Linked DNA regions of Sus scrofa: regions 1 and 2 are each linked to region 3. Evidence: chromatin contacts called from public Hi-C and HiChIP or PLAC-seq data. All regions are on one chromosome and are shown on one strand. The core of a region is the stretch at or near the end of the contact, and the rest is flanking DNA. Distances in the headings are between cores, read along the strand shown.

Region 1 (3,890 bases), core at 1,272-3,771, 620 kb after region 3:
AAACATCACCGAGTCAACAAACTCTAAATAACAGTATGCACTTTATTTCATCTTTATGTTAAAATAACAGTCTATTTTCTCCACAGCACACACTTACCACCTTCTAAATGTACTACACAACTTACCAAGTTAATTTTGTTTAATGTGGGTCTTTCCTCACTTGAATGCAAGTGCCAAAAGAGCAGGGATTTTGGTTCGCTGTTGAATCCCTGGAGCTCAGAACACTGCTCTGTACATGATGTACAGTATTTGTTTATGAATGAAGAGTACAAAGAACTCTAGTCCAGAAATTGTTCAAACTCCTTAAGAGAGAGCGTATACTACTACACTATTATTATAAAACGAATTGCAACCTACCTTTAAGCATACTTTAAAAATGCAAAGTAAGGGGCGCCTGCTGTGGTGCAATGGAATTAGCAGCGTCTTGGGAGCACTGAGACACAGGTTTGATCTCCAGTTCAGGCCAGTGAGTTAAGGATTCAGCGTAAGGTCACTACCGTGGCTAGGATCTGAAGCCTGGCCCAGGGGCTCCATATGCTGCAGATCAACCAAAAAAAAAGGGTAAAATTGTACTGAGAGGAATGTAGGGCTGTTGGAGGACATGGGAAGCCTTGGTTAGAAAGTTTGATTAAAAAAAAATTTTTTTTTCCTTTTATGGCTGCACCTGTAGCATATGGAATGAAGTTCCTGGGAGAGGGGTTCAATCAGAGCTGCAGCTGAGGCCTGTGCCATAGTCATAGCCAACACCAGATCCAAGCCTCATCTGTGACCTACACTGCAGCCTGAGGCAATGCCAGATCCTTAACCCACTGAGCAAGGGCAGGGATCACACCCACATCCTCACAGAGACAATGCTGGGTCCTTAACCTGATGAACCACAATGGGAACTCCCAAAATAAATAAATTTCAAAAATGAACTATAGACAATTACAAGAAAACCAAAATTTGTTTAAGAATGAAATCACTACATGTTTATGACTACTTAGCTAAGGAGTAAAGCATAAATTTTAATATATTTAATATTTTATTAACTAGTCAATAAAAATTACATTTTAACAGTTAAAATACGGGGGAGAAGAGGGCACAGAAGAGGCTAAAATCCTAGTCCTAGGATAAAAGGAAATCATTTCAAAATGCCTAAAAAAGATGCACTAAGATACAACATAAATTAGGAATACAGGAATAAAACAAAAAACAGCTTAAAAAATGAACATTCAAGGAACTAACTTTTCATGTCTTTCAGCACTTTATATGAAGTACTTGTTTAAAAATAATTTAAAAACACAAATGAAGTGACAACTAATTTGAAAACATAGGAAAAAACGTTTAAAGCAGTATATTGTCATTACTACTCGCCGTCATATAAGGAATTGAAGGTAACTCAAAACAGAAAAGAAGGTAGTTAACGCTCAGAAAATTATTTAAGCACTTTTTGATAAAGAATACTCAATGGAACTAGGACACAAAGGGAAGCAAAAGAAACGTTTTTATTCCCCACGAGATCCTGCCTTATTCGTCTCTTGATCTCCAGTGCCTAGCACAGAGTTAGCGGAGTGGGACAGAGAGCTCGTTGAGTAAACAGGAAAAGAAAAGAGAACAAACTCAAGCGAGGAGAAAAAGGAAAGCTCTCAATGTGAAGGACGGGCACCAAAATCACCAGTTAAGTCCCAGAGATACATATTCTAAAATATGTATACAACTCAAATAAGTGTTCTACATTTTCTTTAATGGGAGAAACTAGTTTGCAGGCGAGATCGAATTAGTCCCAACTCCGAGTGAAACGTCTGGAGGAGGTAAGATATCATACCCTCATATACCCCTTGGATTCTCGAAAAATACTCTCAACTCCTGAAAAGGGGGGGAAAAAAAAAAAAAAAAAAAAAAGTCCCGTATCAGGAGAGACCTTCCCTATTACTTTGCACAAAGAAAGCGCCTAATACCTAGAAGTTACTCCCCAATCTCAACACCTTTAGCCGACTCAGAAGACCGCTGTCCCCCTAGAATCCTCTCTCCAAGATTCCAACTTCGGGGCCCGCAGCCGGTCGGCGGGCTCTCCCCGCTCTGCCTCGGTCCTCTTCGGGCCGAGTCCGGCAAAGGAACGTCTCCGGGGCCTCCCCCTTTTCCCGCCGGGTGCGAGGCCAAGTTCTGCCAAGTAACCACTCCGCCCCCAGCCCTGTATCCTAGGTCCCTGCCCCACCTGACTGGTCGCCGCTGTAATATTCCGAGTCCATTTCAGGCGGCTCTCGGCGGGGAGTGTCTGCGCCCCGCGCCGCCCCCGTCACCTCCTTCCCGGCGCTGTGACCACCGATGGCGCGGCCCGGTGCTCAGAGGCTCCCGCCCGACCAAAGGGTTTGGAGAGTGCGGAGAATAAGGCAACAGGCAGCGGTAGAACCCTTTGATCTAGAAATCCCAGCAGCAGAGGCCCAACCCGGCGGGCGGGCAAAGCGTGTGGGTCAGCGCTCTACTTCCCAGAAGCACCTCTAGGGCCAAAATGGCGTCTGCCCACGACCCTCAAAAGAATGCAGTGCGCAAGCGCCGTCATCTGTCACCCGGCCAATGAGAAGACGCGACGGTAATAACGCACGGCACGGCCGGAAAGGAGACTAGTGGGAAAATAGAGCGGGAGTCGAAACTGCAGTTTAAAACCTCCCTTTGGAGGAACCTATCTCTGGTTCCCATGGAGATGATAATATTACCTTATTGGCTCTCCGTCTGCGCCTTGTTTGAGGATCTTCCGAAAAATGAAGACCCGCTAAAATTAAAATTTCCATGCTACGGTAATTAACTATCGTTCCCGTCATGCAGCGAGGCTCTTGATTCCCGCCTTTAGTACGGGGAAGCAGTGTCGCATTGCTCTCTGGGACTTGTGGTTCCAAGCCTAACGCGCTATGATGCTTTACTAAGTGGCATGATCAAAAGAGTCTCTTTTCAAGGCATTTTTCTTCCTTTCTAAAAAAACGACTGAATTTCCATATTAAGAAGCCTTTTGGTCAATGATAGGAAGTACAGGGTTTTGCATCCAGAAGGGCCCCTGGATGAAATCTTGGAGAAGAATAACATTTTTGAACCTTACTTGAGCCTTGTAAGTGCTTTCCTTGAGCCCTGTATACTCCTGGGAAACAGCAGTGGTTAAGATACTTACAGACCTGTTCAACTCACTGTAGAGTAGTACCATTCTTCTCCTTGTCTCTTAAGTAAAACTCACTCTCTGCTCTTTTTCATGAGTTCCATAAGACTTACAGAAGACCCACTTGCTTACCTGTGACAAGGTCAAAGACCTTTCCCCTTCTTCCTGAACCTGCTCATAAGGGCAGGTTCAGACCCCTTCAATTTCCTGTTCACATCTTTGCTCTTCTAAAACTAGCTAGATACAGAGATAAGCATATTCTGTTTACTTGACTGATATTTCCTGACTGCAAGTCAATCCATAATTTTTTCTACCTTCCTCCCTATGAAAGCATAAAACTATCCTGCGTAGACAAACTGATCTTCATATCTGGAGTGCTCTTCATTTGCAATACTCGGAATGAAGTCTATTTCCTTGCTTGATTGTTTTTGTCTTAAAGAGGACGACGTTATTGCCTTTTAATTGGAGGAGGGCCAGGGGAAGTATAAGCAAATATTTATTTCCTAGGAGGTATAGCCTTGCAGAAATAGGGCCTTTTGTTAGTTGACAAAGCATATATCTTGGACTGGGTTTCTGGGCATGCCTAGCCTATTATAAGGTCTCAGGTGGTGCCCTGAAAGGTCCACCTCATACGGTGGAGTTGAGATATGTGAATTCTCTGGTGCTGGCTATGCTATGAATTCTCAGAATGCCATTAGTCAAGCTACATCTCAGCTTTGATAACCCTGGAATACTTTGTTAGCCGGTCAGAATATGCTGGCAG
Region 2 (3,842 bases), core at 325-2,824, 990 kb after region 3:
GCTTGTAAAACAGAGTTCAGCAAGGAAGAGATACAGCGGGGAAAAGAGAGGCCAGCGACGGGAGGTGCAAAGCAGGCAGATAAAAAGGTGAAAGGTAAGAAAGGAGGTGGAAGGGGAGAGCGCGGGGCTCTGGGAGGAGTAGGGGGACGACCAGGCGACGGGTAGGGTTTAGAGGGCAGAGCCGCGGGGGTGGAATCCAGACGCCGGGCGGGGGAGGGGGCGGCGGGGCGGCGGGACGGTGGGCGAGGGCCGCCAGGCGGCGCCGGAGACCACCAAACTTTACACGACCCGCCACTGTTTCCTGGAGGGAGTGCAGAAAGGAGCTGGAGCCTCGCCTGGCCTCGCCTCGCGGCCCGGGGCAGGGGCATCCACTCACCCCCTCCCCAGCACGCCTTCCGACCCACTAGCTCCCCGCCCGCACACGCGGCCCGCAGGCCCCGCCCTGCCGCCTCCTTTCACCGCCCCCAGAGCCCCTCCCCCATGCTGCCCCGGGACCCGAACCCCGAACCCCGGGGACCCACTCGCCGGCCCCTCCGGTCGCCTCGGGGTGAGGAGGCCCGACACGCACGGCGGCAGCCCCTGGGAGGACGGCCTGGCGGGGACGGGGGAGGAGGGCGCGGCGCGGACCGACTTTCCCACCTTTTCTCCTGGCCCAGGCGCAGCCGGGGCAGACGGGACCTCTCGCGCTCTGCCTCCTCCTCCTGCTTCATGGAGCCATGCGCCTGGGTGGGGGCTCGCGAGAGAAGCGGGCCGCAGACGGGCCGGACGCGCGGCGCGGACGGGGCGGGGCGAAGAAGGCCGGCGGGGGCGGGCGGAGGAGGAAGCGGCGGGGCGGCGGTGGCGGCAGGGAAGAACTGCTAGAGGTATTCCCCGGGCAGCTGGAGGACTGAGCCGAGCCGGGACCCGAGTCTTCCGGTATCCCAGCAGCCACCGGAGGCAGTGAGGTAATGGAGGAAGAATGTAGGTAGTCCTCCAGTGGACCACACGCCCTCTAGCTAGTCGCCAAAACCATAGAGATCGGAGAGCCTCTGGAGCACCACCCCGCTGCTGTCACGTGGCCTAGCTTCGCGCACATTATTGGCTGGAGTCGACTCCACGGGTTGAATTAGGAGGCTGCTTTCCACTCTTGGGGTAGAAGCCTAGGCGGTTGAAATAAAGACGGGTGGGAGGTGAGGGGCAGGAGGAGGCCGGTGGGTCGGACCCCTCGGGTCGCTGAGCCTGCGGAGCGAAGCTCCCGGCTGTGAGGCCGGTCGGCGCAGTGCAGGCCGGGCTGCCTTGGCTTCTGCGAGCGAGCGCAGAGCGCGTCGGGAATTGTAGTGCGGCCCGGGCCGGCGGCATTGTCCGTGACGCGGCCCAGGTACCGGCTTGGGATGCAGCCGGGATGCCCAGCCTCGCCGCTCCGCCCTTTCCCGCCCAACACTCAGCCGCCCACGGCTTTCCCGGAGCAGTTAGGCTCGCGTCGCTTCACCCCACCTAGTCGAAGCCTTCGAAGGCAGCCAGGAAGGGGTAGCTCGGAGCAGCCTTATATTCAGCAGACCCATCGGATCCGGCCAGGCTTTTGAGAAGGAGTTCCAGGCTCAGTGCCAGCCTCCTCGTGTACTGGAAAGGACAGACCACCCTAGGTGGTGTCAGGAGCCCAAATCTCGGTCTTGACCCCCACCCCCACCCCAGTCCCCAGCCCAGAAACGACTCAAGTGGCCACTATCTACAGTGCAGGGTTAATTCATTTGGTCGACTAGGCAGATACCTCAGCACTGGCAGGGCAAGGGCCTCAAAGAGAGCAATACAAGAAACATTAAAAAAAATTAATAGAAAATTATTCTCGTTTCAAATATTTGGTGTTTAATTTGACAACTTAACGTTTTTATTATAGTGACAGATGGAGTTGCACTAAAAGTCTCATTTCTGCCCTGCTCCCTCACCCTAACCACTACAAACTGTTTAGGCCCTGCAGCAAAGGCATGCCCTGTTTTAAAGCATTGCCAGTCTAGTTGAGAACACAGACTCAAGCCCACAGATCGACAGTTCTGTGTTTTGCTATTCTGTTTACGCAGAAAGGAATCCTTAACATGTTTGTCCTCCAAGAGCAAAGAAAAGTCTCTAGTAAAAAATGCAAATCATATCTAACAGTGAAGCTTTCCAGCAAAAACCTTCTGCTCTAGAATGCATAATGTACTAAAGCATAGTAAGATCTGCTACTACAGACTTATAGCAAAATTACCTGTAGGCAGCAAAAAAGGGAGGAAACAGTGATTGGTGCCCCTTGGACCTGGAACTCTGAGAACCTGGCAGAGCAAAACAGTGGAAGGAAGAGACATGGCTGTAGAATAAGAAGGTGACTTTTTTCTTTCTTTTTTTGGGCCGCACCTGTGGCATATGGGAGTTCCTAGGCTAGAGGTCAAATGGGAGCTACACTTGCCGGCCTATACCACAGCCGCAGCAACAACAACGCAAGATTTGAGGCACATCTGTGACCTTTGCTGCAGCTCACAGCAATGCCGGATCCTTAACCCACTGAGCGAGGCCAGGGATTAAACTCTCATACTCATGGATACTAGTCGGGTTCGTTACTGCTGAGCTACAACGGGATCTACAAGAGGTCAGTTTTTTTTTTTTTTTTTTCCACAAAAGCCATTTAGAGCAGTCTTCATAATTCCTGTCAAGGTCTGGAGGTGCTTATCTGCTGTTGAGTTCCACTTTTCCCAGTTTCTAACCTCTGTAGGCCTGAAAAACTACAAATTAGATGATCATATGGCCTGGAGCCAGAAATGCTAGAGGCAGCAAGCCAGAGGTCATTCCTTTGTTGGTTTCTGAATAAGTGGATCATATCCTGACTTAAAATAATCAGAATAAATTTCATATAGTGAAAGTCTTTCCAGCTGAAAGTCTTGAAATCTGGAAAAGGGCCTTAGTCTATTGCTCCCAGGGTGGTGCTATGTTGTCATTGAACAGCTCACAGATAAGGGAGTTATTGCTCCCTGGTTATCAAGCTGCCAGAAGGTAAATGATGGAACTAAGTTGGACTTGAAACACTCCCAAATTAAAACAAAAACAAACCTTGCTTTGAGCTGTCAAAAGGCATTTTACCAAGAAGTAGGACCTGCTGTTGTTTACTGACACTGAAAGGCAGGACTTTTTAAAAAGTCACTTTGGGGTCACTTCACATCAGAAAGCAATAGTATGCACTGATGCAAAAATAGCAGAGTGAGGAGTTCCTGTCGTGGCTCAGTGGTTAATGAATCCGACCAGGAACCATGAGGTTGCATGTTCCATCCCTTGCCTCGCTCAGTGGGTTAAGGATCCGGCGTTGCCGTGAGCTGTGGTGTAGGTTGCAGACATGGCTCGGATTCCGAGTTGCTGTGGCTGTGGTGTAGGCCGGCAGCTATGGCTCCGATTGGAGCCCTAGCCTGGGAACCTCCATATGCCACCAGTGTGGCCCTACAAAGATGAAAAAGATTTAAAAAAAAATAGAGTGAAATTAGGAACAAGAAGAAGAAAGAAGAGGACAATTTTTACCATAAAGATGGAAGTGGCTATGTCTTATTTATTTTCTCATTTCCTGCATATAGTGCAAAAACCTGTTACATAGTAGGCATAAGGTAATTTTTTGTAGCCTGAATAATTAAATGAAGAAGAAAACCAGCAAGTGGTGGGAACGTAATATAGTTGGGATAGGGGAACTGTGGGAAAGCTAAGTGGCTCAAGCCCTGTGCATGAACCTAAAATGTCACCCCAATTTGCCATGATATAGCTGTACCACTATAAAAACAAGGCATAGCTTTTCATCATCTCTTACCTTGAATGGTTAAGAATATATATGGTAATGTACTCTAACCATAGAT
Region 3 (3,904 bases), core at 160-2,659:
GGAGGATGGCGAACAGCAGCGAACAGAGAATTGAGAGGACCTGGACCGGCCAGCGCCGAGCTCGGGTTCGACCGCCCGCATCCGCCAAGATGCCATTCCGCTTATCCGCCAGGAGGGAAGACCCGTCCCCATCTGGCCGGAGGAGCGAGTCCTTTCTAGGTTCGGGCGACGCCCTGGCCGAGAATTCCGCTCGCAGGTCACGGGCTACTCGGTCGCATCCCTCCTCCTCATCGACTTCACCCTCACCCCAGCTGTCTCCCTGAGTGGAAGCGGAAAATGCCGGCCGAGCGAACGGGACAGGGGTACCCGGACGACGGCGCAGAGGGGCCGGGCGCCTCCCGCTCTCCACGAACGACATGGCGGGAAAGACAGTGAGGCCCAGAGAGCGAGCGTTGTTCACCAGCCCCTCCCCGCGGTCCCAGCAGCCAATCAACGGCCCCCCCCCGGCCTAAACCACCAGACAGAGGCGCGCAGGGGTGCGCAAGGGTGGGCGGCTGGGCGGGTAAGGTGCTGTGGAGTTGGAGAGGCTGGGCGTCCCAGGATCAGGGTACTACCCTCAAGCTGTAGGAGGGAAGGCGAGCAGAGAAGAGCGCAGAGGGGAGGAAAGAAGAGGCCGAAGGCAGTCAAGTCCCCTATCCCTGCACAGGTTCGTCTCGCCCTGAGACCTCGGCCATCGCAGCGTCGCCTCTAAGCAAGAGCGCGGCCCGGCAGCCCCAAAGTCGCACCTTCGTGGCACCCGGTCCTAGCGCCCGCCATGCGCCCTAATACACATTACCGACTCAATTTGTTTTCTCACTTTTACGCCTTACACTCGCTCCTACCTCCACCCCCGCTTCCCTCCACGGCAGTTCACCACCCCGCACCCTCACCTCCCTTAACAGCCCATTCCTCCTTCCCTTACGTTTTGTTCTCCCCGCCCCACTACAACTTCCCACCACGCAGCTTGGCACGCCTCCGGCTCCCCTCACTCCCCTATCCCGGCGCCCGCTCCCCAGTTGGATCTTACGGAGATCGAACCTTCTCAAGACCCCTCCTCTAGCCTTCTTCGCCCCCTCCCTCCAACTCGATCCGCCCCCCGCGCGCGCGCGCGCGCGCGTATCCGGCCACCGCTAACGCTAGAAGCTTTCCCCACCCCCACCCCCACCCTACCATCCCACCCCACCCTACCACCCCACCCCACCCCAGGCGGCCTCAGGTTTGTGGGGGCGTACGTAACTCGGGCGGGGGGTGAAGGTGGCAGAACCCCACTGCCCCACCCCCTTCGGGGTGAGGCGAACTAAGCTCGGGAGGCTGAGACACAGACGTCTTCCCTTCCCTGGGGTAAGTTACTGGAGTTTTTCCCCAAGAGGACTTGCAACAGAAACTTCCTCCGTCCCCCTCCCCCCTCCATGCAGGCGACGCCGAGTGAGGCTGAGGTTGGGAGCGAATCGCCGAAGAGCTGCGTGTCGGCAGCGCAGTCTGATTGGACAGCGGAGAAGCCTGTCAGCTTATTGGCCCCGCTGGTTCCGCCCCGTAGCGCAGGGCAGCCTTTAACCTTTGGCCCCAGTGGGCTCCAGCCACTCAGATCGCTTCTTGTTGGTATGTGTAGCGGCAGTGGCCGCCGGCGGAGCAGTCTGAGCCCGACGATGAGGCCGGGGACGGGAGCTGAGCGAGGAGGCCTCATGGTGAGTGAAATGGAGAGCCATCCTCCCTCGCGGGGTCCCGGGGACGGGGAGCGGAGATTGTCCGGCTCAAGCCTCTGCTCCAGCTCTTGGGTCTCTGCTGACGGCTTCCTGAGGAGACGGCCCTCGGTAAGGGATCGGTGGGGCAGGGGAAAGCGGCACAATGAAAACGGAGTCAGAGAGAGAGGAAGCTTTCTCCCAAAGGAGAAGAAGATGAGAGTGGACGAAGGAAGAGCTCGAGATGGTGGGATATGTTCCGGGGGAGAGAAATGGAGGGCGGGGGTGCACAAAGAAAAGGAAGTGGGACCCTGGAAGTTGCTGGTGGGTTTGGCCTAGGCAGTTGCGCGTTGGTTGTGCTGGTCGCGGGCGGGGTGAGCGTTTTGGAGAGGTAGGCCTGACTTAGCCGTGTTGGGGAGGCGGAGATTTGATTCTGTAGAGTCTAAAACAGGCTGCCAGAATTTCTTCACCTGTGTTAGTGGTGTCCGTAGCGGGAGGACAGCTGGGAGAATTGGCAGGAGATAGTTACCTGGTTTTAAGGCCTGGAACAATGAAGACACAGGTAAAGAAAGTAGTTGTCTTTTTATAGGAGCTCGTTAAGATGGATGAATTAGTTATTTACTTTAGTATCTATGAATGACAGACCTCGGTCTTTGGGATTTTTTTTTTTTTTTGGCATAAGTAATTTTTCTCAAAGATTCTGTTGTAAGTAGTATGTTTATGTATTAAGAGTGAAGTGTTCCTGAGGATCCATACTGTTGGTGTTTTATAAGGGTAGCCCTTATCTGAGTTAATTTGGTAACTTCGGCATTTTAAAGTTTAAAATCAATGTAGAAAGTAAGGATAAATGGCGCAATAAAATAAAAATAAGCTGTCTTATATCTGTGAAGTAGGACAAAGCTGTGGTTTTCACCATGATAGTTTTTAGGCTGGCGTTTAAACTGTATTCTCTCACTTTAGCAAGCCATTTAGTAATTGATTAAATCATCATGTTTTAAAAAATGAATTAGGTATCCAGTAATGATTTTAATTTTTTCCACTTTCTGAAATTTGCTAAGTTGCAGATTTAAGACCAGAAAGTAAATGTTGAATCAATAGTTTAGTCACATATTAGACAAATATAATGTTATGCGCATAACTGACTTGTTGAAGTCAGATTTTTGAGAAGCATTTATTAGTCTTCGTTAATTTTTGAGATGCATTTATCGGTCTTTGCTAATTTGTAAATTTTCCTTTTTTTTTTTTTTCTTTTTTTTTTTTTTTTTCAGATGGGGCACCCTAGCATGCATTATGCCCCAATGGGAATGCACCCTATGGGTCAGAGAGCGAATATGCCTCCTGTACCTCATGGAATGATGCCGCAAATGATGCCCCCTATGGGAGGGCCACCAATGGGACAAGTAAGAATGTTTTGTTTTACTATGTATTTATTTGTTTACTTTTTACCTCTGGTGTTCTTGTGTCAAAATTCAAAATCTGGGTCAATATTTGCAGCTGTTTTGAGTTTTAGTTTATGCCAAAATAATATTTTCAAATAAGTGAAATGTGGAATTGTGTCATTTACCAAATTTGTTTGTAATGGAAAGTCTTCTGTATGAGAGGTTAACTTTCTGAAGCAACAAAGCTGAGTTGTTTTTGTTTTGTTTAATTTGAAAGTAGCAATGTATACCTAGGCTTTTTAGTTTAATTACTTTTCCCCTCCAAGTATGTCAGTTGAAGTAAATATACTATGTCAATGTAATTTATATTGGTGGACCATGTCTATGCATAGAATCTGGAAATAGCAATTGTTTAAGCCTTTGGCTTAGAATGAATTTTATTCCTGAAATAGCTTCCTATTTGTGGTGTCTGTGTGGTGGGGGTGGGTGGAGGTGGGAAAGTTCTACTCTGATTTGGTTTTTCATAGGACGGTGCCATATAGTTCATTTTCCACTTACACTGTCTTGTGTCCTCGTTTTTTTTTAAATGCTTATTGCTTCCGCACTCCTGCTTTTGAGCTGTCCCTTCCATCTCCAACATAAATTGTAAACAGACATTTTGTGGGAGTGATTTGGACCAAAAGGTTTTAATGCTGATTCAGTGAATTCAACAGAACTGAATTCCTAGAAAAGCATCCTAGAAAGGTAACAGGTTCAATTACCATAACTAATTTTGTGCCCCCTCTGAGGTTCTATTATACCATATCTTTTGGTGGCTGAGTTCTTTCCATGTAGTATCACAATAAAGCATCAAATATTTAGGCTAAC

The links. A called contact is a pair of places that touch in the nucleus more often than the background predicts. HiChIP or PLAC-seq counts read pairs in DNA pulled down with a chosen protein or histone mark.
Region 1: a contact with region 3 is called in a Hi-C map of liver, with 5 times the contacts expected there. The contact joins the promoter of IWS1 here to the promoter of ARL6IP6 in region 3. A contact is called at or near these places in 2 of 5 promoter capture datasets (fetal liver and liver), 2 of 47 Hi-C or Micro-C datasets (heart right ventricle and liver) and 1 of 2 datasets of contacts at active chromatin or transcription factors (alveolar macrophages).
Region 2: a contact with region 3 is called in an H3K27ac HiChIP or PLAC-seq map of alveolar macrophages. The contact joins the promoter of AMMECR1L here to the promoter of ARL6IP6 in region 3. A contact is called at or near these places in 2 of 47 Hi-C or Micro-C datasets (both in skeletal muscle) and 2 of 2 datasets of contacts at active chromatin or transcription factors (alveolar macrophages and skeletal muscle).

What each region holds. Positions count from the first base shown.
Region 1 is chr15:59,821,420-59,825,309 of Sscrofa11.1, reverse strand. It overlaps IWS1 (protein IWS1 homolog), which reads right to left and starts at 2,521. Exons shown (of 14, transcript XM_021076423.1): 1 at 2,198-2,521. The coding sequence starts at 2,231.
Region 2 is chr15:59,450,802-59,454,643 of Sscrofa11.1, reverse strand. AMMECR1L (AMMECR1-like protein) reads right to left here and starts at 1,574. Exons shown (of 9, transcript XR_002339479.1): 1 at 640-1,574.
Region 3 is chr15:60,437,093-60,440,996 of Sscrofa11.1, reverse strand. ARL6IP6 (ADP-ribosylation factor-like protein 6-interacting protein 6) reads right to left here and starts at 1,409. Exons shown (of 4, transcript XM_001926700.7): 1 at 1-1,409. The coding sequence starts at 358. PRPF40A (pre-mRNA processing factor 40 homolog A) reads left to right here and starts at 1,617. Exons shown (of 26, transcript NM_001244573.1): 1 at 1,617-1,790; 2 at 2,927-3,058. The coding sequence starts at 1,626.